Regions from separate parts of the Mus musculus genome. Here region 1 is linked to region 2. Evidence: chromatin contacts called from public HiChIP or PLAC-seq data. All regions are on one chromosome and are shown on one strand. The core of a region is the stretch at or near the end of the contact, and the rest is flanking DNA. Distances in the headings are between cores, read along the strand shown. Region 1 holds the start of Pgm3 (phosphoglucomutase 3). Region 2 overlaps Bckdhb (branched chain ketoacid dehydrogenase E1, beta polypeptide).

What was found. HiChIP or PLAC-seq counts read pairs in DNA pulled down with a chosen protein or histone mark.
Region 1: an H3K4me3 HiChIP or PLAC-seq map of pro-B cells shows a contact between it and region 2, with 10 times the contacts expected there. The contact joins the promoter of Pgm3 here to the enhancer-like site in region 2. A contact is called at or near these places in 2 of 39 promoter capture datasets (both in liver) and 3 of 115 datasets of contacts at active chromatin or transcription factors (astrocytes, large pre-B cells and pro-B cells).

Annotation. Positions count from the first base shown.
Region 1 is chr9:86,567,750-86,573,678 of GRCm38.p6, forward strand. It overlaps Pgm3 (phosphoglucomutase 3), which reads right to left and starts at 4,093. Exons shown (of 13, transcript NM_028352.4): 1 at 3,981-4,093; 2 at 2,453-2,658; 3 at 1,462-1,646. The coding sequence starts at 2,656. Rwdd2a (RWD domain containing 2A) reads left to right here and starts at 4,239. Exons shown (of 3, transcript NM_001145969.1): 1 at 4,239-4,308; 2 at 5,088-5,314. The coding sequence starts at 5,114.
Region 2 is chr9:84,026,761-84,032,385 of GRCm38.p6, forward strand. All of the region lies in intron 8 of Bckdhb (branched chain ketoacid dehydrogenase E1, beta polypeptide), which reads left to right. Among named protein-coding and RNA genes, the nearest start is that of Gm46124, 4.8 kb to the left of the region's middle. Within about 2 kb of position 1,566, at least 27 of the 459 cell types and tissues checked have an H3K27ac peak or open chromatin away from gene starts, as enhancers often do. A contact at or near this core is called in pro-B cells, where this site is marked.

The sequences.
Region 1 (5,929 bases), core at 2,843-5,342, 2.5 Mb after region 2:
CATGGGTGCCTTTGCATATATGGGTGATTTCTTAGAAAATTCTGGCTTTCAAATTTACAGACTACAGAGAGCCAGTCAGGTACAATGATGCAGACCTCTAATTGAAGCTGACGCACGAGGATCACTAGGTTCGTGACCTACTTTCAATACAGAGTTCAAGGCCAGCTTGGGTAATTTGTGAAAATGTATCAGAATTAAAAAGGGGGCCAGGACTATAGCTGAGTAGAAGTGTGTTTTCCTAGCATACACGAGGCCCTGACTTTAATACCCAGTGCTGGAAAGAAAAACAAGAAAGGGGTGGGGGTATACAATAGGGCTTGAGGAGAAGGCTCTTACAGAGGATCTGAGTTCAATCCCCAGCACCCACATGGGCAGCACAACTGCTTGTAACGCAAGCTCAAAGACATCTGATGAAACACCTGACCTTGTCTAGCAAATCCACATCCACACAGACACACAGACACACACATAAATAAGCAATAATAAGAATATTTTAAAAGATATAAAGGATATAACTTGCACCTAGTTTGACTATAGCAGCATGCATCTTAGATAATAATAACAATCAATACTGAATGCACACAGTGTAGGCATATGGGGGTCTTAAAACTCCTGAGTGCATAGAACCTGGTTTTCATTCTATAAAGTCAGAACAGATTACTCATCTACCTGACAAGCAAGCAAAGCATTGTATAACTACTGGTAAAATAACTCAAGGACATAAATCACTTAGCATTTCTGCTGCCTATGGACCTAAGGAGAGAGTGGTGTCTGCAAAACCTTCTAGTAACAAGACACTGGGTAAAAACAAAGTCCCAGCTACCAGGAGAAGAATAAGAACATATCCTTTGAAGAAGACGTAGACGAAGCCAGAGCTTGCATAAAAGAGAAAACTATTGTTTCAGGGTATACATTTAATCCAATGTCACAAAACAAAACAAAAAAGTAAGCTTTCGTAAAGGCAGAAGGTGCTGAACGTGAGGAACACATGGACTATAAAATATTATTTCCAGTGAATTCCAGAATGGAGAAATACAGAAAATCTCAACCCGCAACAAATTACAAACAAAATCTTCAAGTGTGATTTGTTAAAAACCATCATGTGCTCTGGCTCTGCAGAGGGGAAATGAACCTACAAGTGTCACACTCACTGCATGTTTCCAACATGCAAGGACATGGCTACGGAGCACAGATGATTTCATGGAGCTCTCACAGAAATGCTGACTTGGCACCATCATGCTTGAGGAGATAGAGGCTTCCAAAGACTACCAACCCGATCACATTATGTGAGCGTTAAAACTGTGGGGACTCCAAACCCAAACTTAGCCTCTGTGTGCCACTTAAAAAGGAAAGCAGAGAGTGGTGCGTGGCCTGGGCCTCTCCTAATCCTGCCTTCCCACTGATGGGATGGCTCCTTCAAGGATGTTTACGCTTGCACAGACAGACAACTCTCATCCTCACCTGGTGTCTCTGGCAATGACTACGAAGGCGGTCTGTGTCAGATCCACAGCTTCTTTCTCCACGATGGCAGCAAGCACTTGCCGCACGTCCTGCTCCTCCGCACTGGCCAGACAGGTGGCATGCTCCTCCCAGGAAGGGGCCAACATTTCCCCCAAAGGATCAACCAATTTCACACCATTGTCTTCCTTAAAAGAGAAACAAACCTTTGCTGTCGTTCACCCAGCTCATGGCTGAGAACTGCCCTGGGTACCAGCTGGCCCCAAGTCTCCATGCACTGCCCCTTCAGTTCCTTGTGACGATAACATTACTGATAAAGTGTCTCCATCCAAACTTGGAAGGACACTCTGTTTTTTCTCTAATCTGGACACTCTCCAAGAAAATAGCCTCATCCCATTCATTCCCTCCACACCCAGCTCAGCCTTGAGCTGCACAGCAGCAGCAAGAGTTGTTTCAAACCCAAAGGTGTGGACAAATAAGGAGGCAGACTCCCAGCATTGAAATGTGGACTTTGAGCCAGTGATGGTGGCACACACCTTTGATCCCAGCGCTTGGGAGGTGGAGGCAGGAGGATCTTTGTGAATTTGAGGCCAGCCTGGGTCTGCAGAGCAAGTTCTAGGAAAGCCATGGCTACATAGAGAAACAGATAGAAGGGGTGAGAGGGAAGGGAGGGGAGGAGGGAAGAAAGAAGGGAAGGAAGGAGGGAGGAAGGGAGGAAGGGAGGGAGGGAGGGAGGGAGGGAGGGAGGGAGGGAGGGAGGGAGGGAGGGAAAGAATGTGTGCGCCCGCCTTTAATCCCAGCACTTGGGAGGCAGAGGCAGGCAGATTTCTGAGTTCGAGACCAGCCTGGTCTACAGAGTGAGTTCCAGGACAGCCAGGGCTATACAGAGAAACCCTGTCTCGAAAATCCAAAAAAAAAAAAAGTGTGTGGACTTCAGTTCAAGATTCTTAGACACTATAGCTTAGTCTTGTAAATAAAGACAGCACCTTGTTACCTCAGGGTTATGTGAGGCCGTAACCATGACTCCAATGGTAGATCTTGTTTGCTTTGACCGCAGGACAGCTAGCAATCCCATTCGAAACATGATATGATCGAGATGCTGGGCATTGGTCCGAAATCCAGCAGTCCCATACTGAAGAATGAGCCCCTGGGGCTTGGCATGGAGTGCCGAGCGCTTACACACAGCCTCCAGATCCATGCCTACAAGAGTAAGAAATAAAAGAAGGGAAAGCTTTCAAGTACTGCTTGGTAAACTGCCAACTCAATGTAGCACATTTGTTTCAATGGGACCCTCTCCAGAGAACCACTTTTGGGAAGGCAGGGAAGAGAAAAGGAGACCCTGGAGTTAAAATTACCCAGAAGCCCCTGCCTAAACCATACCCTCCAGGACAGACTCGGGAGAGACACCAGCCACTGTCCACTCCTATTCCACTCTGTCTTCAGGATGAACTGTCCTAAAGTAATGCCATCACACCATCATTTTATGTTACAGAAGGGTCAACTCCCGGTGTGGGCCTCGGTTAATCATATAAAGTCTGGTGTGCGGCCAGTGAAAGGCTGAGGCTGAAGGTCAGAAACCTGGAATCCGTGTGGCTCTTTTGCTGTTCCTCTCAAGCTAGAAAGAAACAGTCCCAAAAGAAAAACAATGGACAGTCATTTCCTCTGGTCTGAGACCCAACCCCACCCCCACCCCCATCAGCTAGGCCATCTCACAGAAGCCTCACCAATCTCCATAAAGACAGGCATGGCAGCCTTCTAAAGTAACATCAAAAACAACTAACATCTACCATGCTACTTCCAACCTGTCATTTAAAAACAAGTGAGTGTGGGATACCTCCAATTCATTCAACTCGGGTTTTCCACTTCGGCCAGCGGTGTATTTGCAGAGCCACAAACTGTACTTCCTGGGTCAGCTCTATCCTAGTTTGCCCAGAGAGGGGGTGCTGTCCCTCCGCTAACAGCCACACCTCCTCGCTTTATTGTCCTTCCTTGCTTCTATACACAACACTACCAGAAGTGTGGGGAAATGTTTGCTTTTCTCCGGTTAGTAAAATAGATCATTCCCAAGCTACTTTAGTTATCAAACTTTTGTCCACAAGGACGAATATAATTTTGTAAAAAAAAAAAAAAATGACCCGTTGGTAATGTATCCCTATTATTCATAGGGGCGTCAACCACTCCTACGAAATTCAGAACTCTCAAAGGAAAATCACAGTCATAGAACAACGGCATGCTTCCACCCTTTAATGCATTTGGAGTTCTCGAACTAATTTCGATTAGGTATGGCAATGTTTATTAAAAGCCCTAACAGTGTTTGCTTCTTTCATTCAAACTGCCACCCTTGGGGATGCATCCTGCTCCGAGCTACTGATTGACTCGCGGCTCCGCGCACTACAGCGCGAGGACCTCAGGCACCTGGGCCGCGCGCAGCGTTGGATAGGTAGGTCCGGCAGTCATGCCCCAGCCTCAGCTGCCGATGAACCCCCACCCACAGCGGCCCGGCATTCTCCACGCCCGCTCACCTAGATCTGGAGCAAGAACGTTCTCTCCACAGGCGAGACGCGGCCGCGCAGTGCGCACCAAACCAACTCTCTCAGACCTCGCAGACGTGGCCCAGCTTTGCTTCCGGCCCGACGCCCCGCCCACACCAATCACAGCCCGGAAGGGCCGCTGAACCCGCCCCTGCACCACCAAGCCCCGCCCCGACCAATCGCGGCGGGTTGGTGTCTGTGGCCCCGCCCTATGCGCCAAGCCCCGCCCCCCAGCCGTCCGCGCGCTGCTCGCGCCCGCGGAACTGCGGCTGCGGTTCGGAGCGGGTTCGGGGCTGCTTGGCTTGAGTGATCTGAAAGGGTGAGGCTAAGGCGGCTAAGGCGGGCCGAAGGTTAGCTCCCGGGGTGGACAGCTGCGCCTTTCAGCCTGGGCCTCAGGGTCCCGGGTCCCTAAAGAACGGGAGCGTTGACGTCCCTCCGACCACCGAGATCACCTCCCAGCCCAGCCCCTGCCAGGCGAGGTCAGCGTCATCCCCGCGGGTCTTCACCCGCTTAGCCCTAGGCGTCACTTTATTAAGTGGAAATGGCTGAGACCCCTCCTCCCAGCCCCTGGCTCTGCGGTGGCGTCCCTATGCACCTGCGCGAGATGCTGCACCCCACTGCGGTCCGGGGAGGCTGTCCTCCGAGGGGGCCTGCGGATGGGGGCTGGCGGCGGGGATGACCTAGAGCCCTCCCCTCCGCACTGCAGGCATCCTTCCTAGCTGCGCAGGCTTGAGATCCAAGTGGGATTCCCGGGCCGGTCCCTGGTTTTCCCGGGATTGAGGCTGACCAGGAATACAGGTGTTTGCAACCACCGGCCACGAAATCTGTCACCCGAGCACCTGTTGAAAGCGCAGACTCCAGAATGGCCGGCAAGGGTGGGAAGGAGAGACAAGGATTCTGGGGTTTGAGGGAGCATTTTAAAGGATGTTGTGCGTACTAGATTGGGGGGGGGGGGCTAGGAGAGAAATCTAAAGTGTATGGATGCGTGCCCGTAGCTCTCTACAAACAGCGGGACTGCCTCTTAGAAAAGGGACCTTGGGAAAATTTCCTGGACACCAGTCGTCATTTACAACCCCATTATTTCTGGGCCTTTTCCAGGTTTCCAAGCCGGCTGATTTGGAGACATGTCAGGGTCAGTAAAAGAAAGCCTTCAGCTTCAGCTGCTGGAGATGGAAATGCTGTTTTCTATGTTTCCTAATCAAGGAGAAGTAAAACTCGAAGATGTAAACGCCCTAACAAACATAAAGAGGTATCTGGAAGGCACCAGGGAGGCGCTCCCACCCAACATCGAATTTGTCATCACGCTCCAAATTGAGGAGCCCAAGGTGGGTGCTTTCATTGGTCCTAAGTGTTTCTGGGTGCCTATCGTGTTTTGCTTTTAATGTGTATGCGTGTTTCCCCCTCATGTATGTCTGTTCATCATGTGCATGCAGTGCCCCCTGGAGGCCAGAACTGCATGTGGGAACCTAGAATTGGACCCTGATCCTCTGGAAGAGCAGCCAGTGCTCTTAATGGCATAGCCCCAGGTATCCACTTGTTAACTGGAAAACCCAAAGCATGAGCTTCCTGTCCAGGTAACAAATAGACAATTTCAAATCCCAGGATGCGTTTGGAAGGAAAATGTACCAAACATGAGATGGTCCATAAATTCAGACAGACTTTAATGAAGTTAATGAGTGTTTAGGATTTCATCGGTTTTCAATGACACTGAATGTGCATAGTAACTACACATACAAAACCTAAATGTTAAATATAAACTTACCTCCTTGCTCTGGACCCTTTAGTCCTAGGAACATTAGCAGAGCAGGTACCATGTGGACTGGACATTTAGAAGAATGTTTTCGCTCTCCCCTACGAAGCCTTCAGTTGTCCTTCCCTCAGACCATTTTATCTCCTTAATTACACACTTCAGTGGAACCTTGAACTTCTCCCACAGTAGA
Region 2 (5,625 bases), core at 316-2,815:
AATTAAACACGAGTAAATCTTTTGTATAGTTTCTTAAAGAAAAAACACTCCTTTTGGCTGCATGAAAAAACCTATGTTGGACTTTTCTGTGTCTTATCTTTTCTGACCAAGCTTTTTCTATTCTGTTTTAAAACAACATTTTGTTTGTTTCCCTCAATTTTTTTTTTTTAATTCCTTCTTTGAATATTTTAAGTTTCTGCTTTGGTATGTGTTTGGGGGTCCCGTTGTGGTTCTGCATCCTCTACTTCCCCCTTCTCAGGGTATCCAGACGGCGGTGCACACTGGCTGGAAGGATGAAGTGGAGTCTGGAACTGGTAGGGTTCTGCAGGACCCCAGGCTGGCTGGGAATGAGGGCTGGAGGGGTTGCGGGGAGAGGAAGGCCTTCTCTGAGGGTCTTCAATGAAACAGCTCCCTCAGACAATCTTAGCTTGTGTGCGTACGTTTATTAGGGATGGGCTCGTACACATACACTTTATTGGGGTAAATAGGGGATATATGGACTTTGGAGAGTACGAAGGCATTTTCAGGGTAAATGAAAATTATTTAAAGTTCTGTGAAAGCCTCATTTGTATTGAGAGTCAGTCATTCCAGGAATCCTAGGTACTTGCTAGGTTGGTTCTTTCAGGGGGAAGAGGAAGTTTGTAGGTCTGCCAAGGACTACTCAACCTTCCCCAGGTAGAAGGTGTGGAAAGTTGAGGTGAGACAAGGTCAGAGAGCGGGAAGTCCTGCTGGTAAAGGGAGCCCTCCATTTTGTGTGCAGCTCAGAGGAGCTATCTGGTCACAGTAGACAGTGACCTTAATTAGCAGGGTTTCCCCGGATTCAGCAATCAAACCCTTCACTCTGTTCTCTTCCTAGGGTATTGAATAATTATGCAGTTTTAATTTTTCATAAAGGCATGTTTTAAAAATTACACTTTCTCAGTCCTTTCTGTTTTTTGTTTTGGTTGGCATCGGTTATCCTGGGTAGCTAACTGATGTGGTTTCCATGGTCTTTGCCCTAGGGGAAAATGCTCTGGTTTGTGCTTGGGGTGATCCTATGCTTAGGGGTGATAGATGAAAAGCCCTTCCTCACTCAGGAGGGTCTGCTTGGTATTCAGATGGAGTGCTCTTCATTTTTGCAGGATATTGTTATCTCTGTCAACAATTTGAGTCACTATCAGAAATTGGCTTTTTTGGATTGTCTCTGGAGTCAGCAGACCTTCCGTAGGGAGAAGTGGAGCGATTGATAGAACTGTTCTCTTAAGTCTTGTTATTTTTTCACTCTCAGACTTTCTCTTTCTTTGGTTGTGGGGAGGGTTTCTTGGTGTGTGGTCCCAGCTGGTCTTGTACTGTCCTCCCACCTTAGGCTCTCAAGGTTTAGAATTCAGGCCCACACCATCACACTTGGTTTCTAGTCTTTTTAAAATTAAATGTAACTTCAACTGACCCATAAAACATACCATTTGTGCAGATTAATGAGATAATAGTCTCAGTTTTTGCACCTACCTTCTGCATCTGCTGATGAGCTTGCCCTCAGGGACATCAGCTTCCTCTACCCCAGTTCCTCTCCTGTCTGGGGAACTTAGTTTCCTCTGCTCTTGTTTACAGTTTCATTGTTGCCGCGCCCTTCTTGTGTCTGTAGATCACTCCCTCTCACAAGTTGTGTCCCTATTTTACTGTCAGGGTCTCACCTGCTATTTGCCTTCATTTCCTCTCAAGGCATGCACCCTGTCATCCTGAGCTGGAAAGGGAGGCTTGTATGTTTTATCATTTAACAAGAAGCTACATGATTTGAGTATTTTAGTCTATGTCATATTTTCTCACCAGCACCTTATTCATCCTAGTATTCTTTTTTTTTTTAACCAGACATTCCATCTTGGTATTGTATTCTTCAAGTAAGTCAGATTTTGTACCTTTTTAATATATAAGCTTATATTAATTAAAGCTCAAGCTTGAATTAATTGAATTCTTACAGAAAATGAAAAGTATTAACTTTTTATGTAAGCCTATTGAAAAACAAAACATCAGAAATACCTAGTGCAGTATTTATTTTAAAGGCAAAGAATTTGCTTTAATACTAACTTAAAGTAAGCACTCTATTGTATAGGTAGCCACAAACTTGGAGTTAATGATAGCTAATAAGGGAAAGATATCTTTCTTAAGCAGTGAATCCTTCGCAGGGACTTTTCAAGTTTAGGTGGCAGTGGTTGTAGAATGCCAGTAGGCAGCGAGCTTAGTATTATGTCAGAAGTATTCTGTAGAAGATGATAATTGCTTGATTAGCTTTGGTGTTTTAAAAGGCTCCTTAAGAATTGCATTGCAAATCTTTTAAAAATAGATTTCTTTAAAATTAAAATTTATTTACTGATTTCTAATTTGGGTTTACTTTCTCCCTCGATTACCTTGGCCCTTCCACCCCCATTACCGTGTAAGCCTATCCACTCCCTTCCATCTCCTACCACACATCCTATGAGCCTCCTTCCCCCGAAGCCTCATTTCTGCTTCTCATGGCCCCTTTCTTACCCTCTAGAGGCAGACTCTTTATGTAGAACTCCAGACTATAGAATTTGGAAATACTCAATACAAATTTTAGGGAAATATTTTCTTTTTTCCTTCTTCAGTGTAAATTAATTTTATTCATAAAGAGATGTTAAACCAGTTGGAACTGCCAGAAAGCAAAAAAAAAAACAAAAAAAAAAACAAAAAATGAAATAAAACCAATTGTCTTTCATAGTTGTAAGTCCTCTTTATTAACAAGAGAAAGTTGCTGGTAGTCTTCAAAGATTAGGAATAGTGACCCAATAAGTTTTTTTCTTTTTAAAATTATGTGAAGTAGGGAAAAACTATGTATTAGCTTTTAAAAACAGAAGTACTATATTTCAGTAGTATATAGAAAAATAAAAAATACTGATAATAAACGAAGCTCTATTTACATTTATTTTACATAGTTTCTCTTTTAATAGTTTTAAATTTAATGCTTACTTAGCCCTGTCTTTTGGTTTACTTGTATGGTTTTTGTTTTATTTTGTTTCTTTTTTTTTTGTTTGTTTTTTTGTTTTTTCGAGACATGGTTTCTCTGTGCAGCCCTGGCTTTCCTGGAACTCACTTTGTAGACCAGGCTGGCCTTGAACTAAGAAATTCACCTGCCTCTGCCTCCCGAGTGCTGGGATTAAAGGCGTGCGCCACCACCACCACTACTTGTATGTTTTATTATTGCCTAAACACAATCAGTAACAAGTTATTTTTTCCAGTTTTGTAGGTAGATCCCACCCACTAGCCATGGGACCCAGAACCTTTTTAGTGACAGCGCTGTCATCTGTTTATTTAATGTTCCTCTTTTCCATCAGCCTGCCTCCCTAGTTGAAAGCAGTGCCACCCCTGGGACCAATGACTCTTCTTTTCCTCACTTGAGCTGGTGTGGTGTGGTCTTTCTAGCCTTGCTGTCTGTCCTCTTGCTCCTTTGAAGATGGTCCTGCTATCCAGGGGTAAGCGACGGAAGGATCTCATGTCCTCCAGCCTTTACATGTTGGAATGCTCACACACAGTGATTATAGGCCTAGTTGAGTCTTAAGGGTGGACTTGTCATGGTGGATTAGCGCCTTTATTAAAGGGCCCCAGGGAGCTTCCTGGTTTTCTACCATGTAAAGCTAGGAAATGATAGTGTGGAACCAGAAAAGGGGGCTCCCCATGCCTTGATCGTACAGCAGTTCTCCAAGCCATCAGCAATACATTGTTACTTGTACTTTTAAATTATTATTATTATTATTATTTTATAGGCACGATCTTATTGTGTAGTCTTGGCTGTCCTGGAACTCACAGAGATCTGCTCACCTGTCTCACGATGGCTGTAGTCAGGAAGGTATGCCACCATGCCTGACTGAGCTGACCAATTACTTGCATTCTTCCCGTCCTTCTAGTCTGTTCAGTGTTTGGGGTGAACTTCAGGACAGAATGTAAAACCTATGATGTGTTTGCTCTGCTGCTGTCTGTCTGCTGCCTCTTGCCATTGGCTGACTTTTCTCTTTGCACAGGGTAGAGTTCAGCTCTGTCAGGTTTTTTACCCCTTCCCGCCCCATTCCCCCTCCCAGGGCAGCATTCTTTCTTATAAAAGTGTCTAGTCACAGCTGTGGTCAGATCCAAGGCTGCAGACAAGAGGCTTGTTTTATGCAGGTGTCCTCTCTCTATTTGCAGTGTGTCTTTAGCCCTCTCCTTGCTAGCTGTTATCGTTCACCAATCTGACAAGGGCTATTTTTTTTTCAGTGTTGTAGGTAGAGCACAACCACATTAAAACAGAGGTTCACATTCTTTCCGGATGGAGCTGAGATTAGTCGAGTCTTGGAAACCACAGCTGACAGGCTTTTTCCTCTGGGGACCTTCTCCTGAGTGGCTTCTCATTGCTTTCCAACCTGCCTGTCAGCCCATGTTATTCCTAGACTCCTTGCTTCCAGCTCTCTGGGAGCAGGTATCATTGTGTGTTGTGGTTTCTAATCTCCTCGTCCATTTTTCTCCTACTCTGTGCATCGTCTCTGTGACCCTTTGAGACAGGCTTGCTGTGTGTAGTTCTGGCTGGTCTGGAGCCAACTACAGTCTAGGATGACCTTGACTTTAGGTGATTCTTGTGCCTCTGCTACCTGAGAACTGGGATTATAAGGAGTGTACTGCCACACCCAGCTCAGAACTTGCTTTCTTAAATATCTCGATATTTAAACTTTCTATTTATTCAGAGATGAGGTTTCTTGGATTCTCAGTTTTCTAGCATTGAGCAAAGAATTATGATGAAGGTAGAACATAAGCTTTCTAGGCACGTTGAAGGAGTTGTGGTTAAAGCCCTTGCATAAGAGCACACACTCCTTCTGTAGGGGAAGAAAGCCTCCCCCGGTCTCGTTCCACCAGCTTTTGCTGTATGTAGGATCCTAGCCGACTTCTGTACTTGGAGCCCACATTAGATTGAAAGCTACACATAAGAAGATGAAGGGGCATTCTGCTGACCACACGAGGGGACCCAGAGCTGAGCTGATGTATTGATAGCTGCTGCTGATAGGAGATGGAGTGAGACCCTATGGGGAAAACATGTATGAAAAAGGTGTCAGCATTTTTAATTGTTTTCAAACCATAGCTCTTTATCTTCATTTAGTACAGAAGACAAGCAGACACCTACTGTGCTCCTATGGCTAGACCTGATGTAAATGCGTGCTCGCCACGCAGAGGTTCATTTCCCTCCTGGGAGGTGCGCGTGTGTCCTTAATGGTATGGGTGGGGTGACAGGTCAAGTATGTTGGATAATTCAGCTCCTTTCCCTACAGTGCTACATAAACAGATTTTTCTGGGTTCCTGCAAGGTACTAGTTGTTTTACTTCTAATCATTAATTTCCCTTTGGTTGCAATAGTCTTAATGATGCCATTAACCGGTTGCTGTTTGGGTATTTCTTATTAGTGTCTAATTTCTTGCATCAGATTTAGAAAGTAATAAAATTACTCTTTCCCTTGGCTCTTCGTCCCCCACCATTTGATGTTTGAGAATATCATACCTGCATATGATATCTTCATCAAATCTACCTGCATATCTTCTTTACTTCCTCCCATTTCAGCCCTGCCCTTCCCTCCCAACTAAAAGCGCTGTGATTTTAAAGCCACTTAGTGACATGG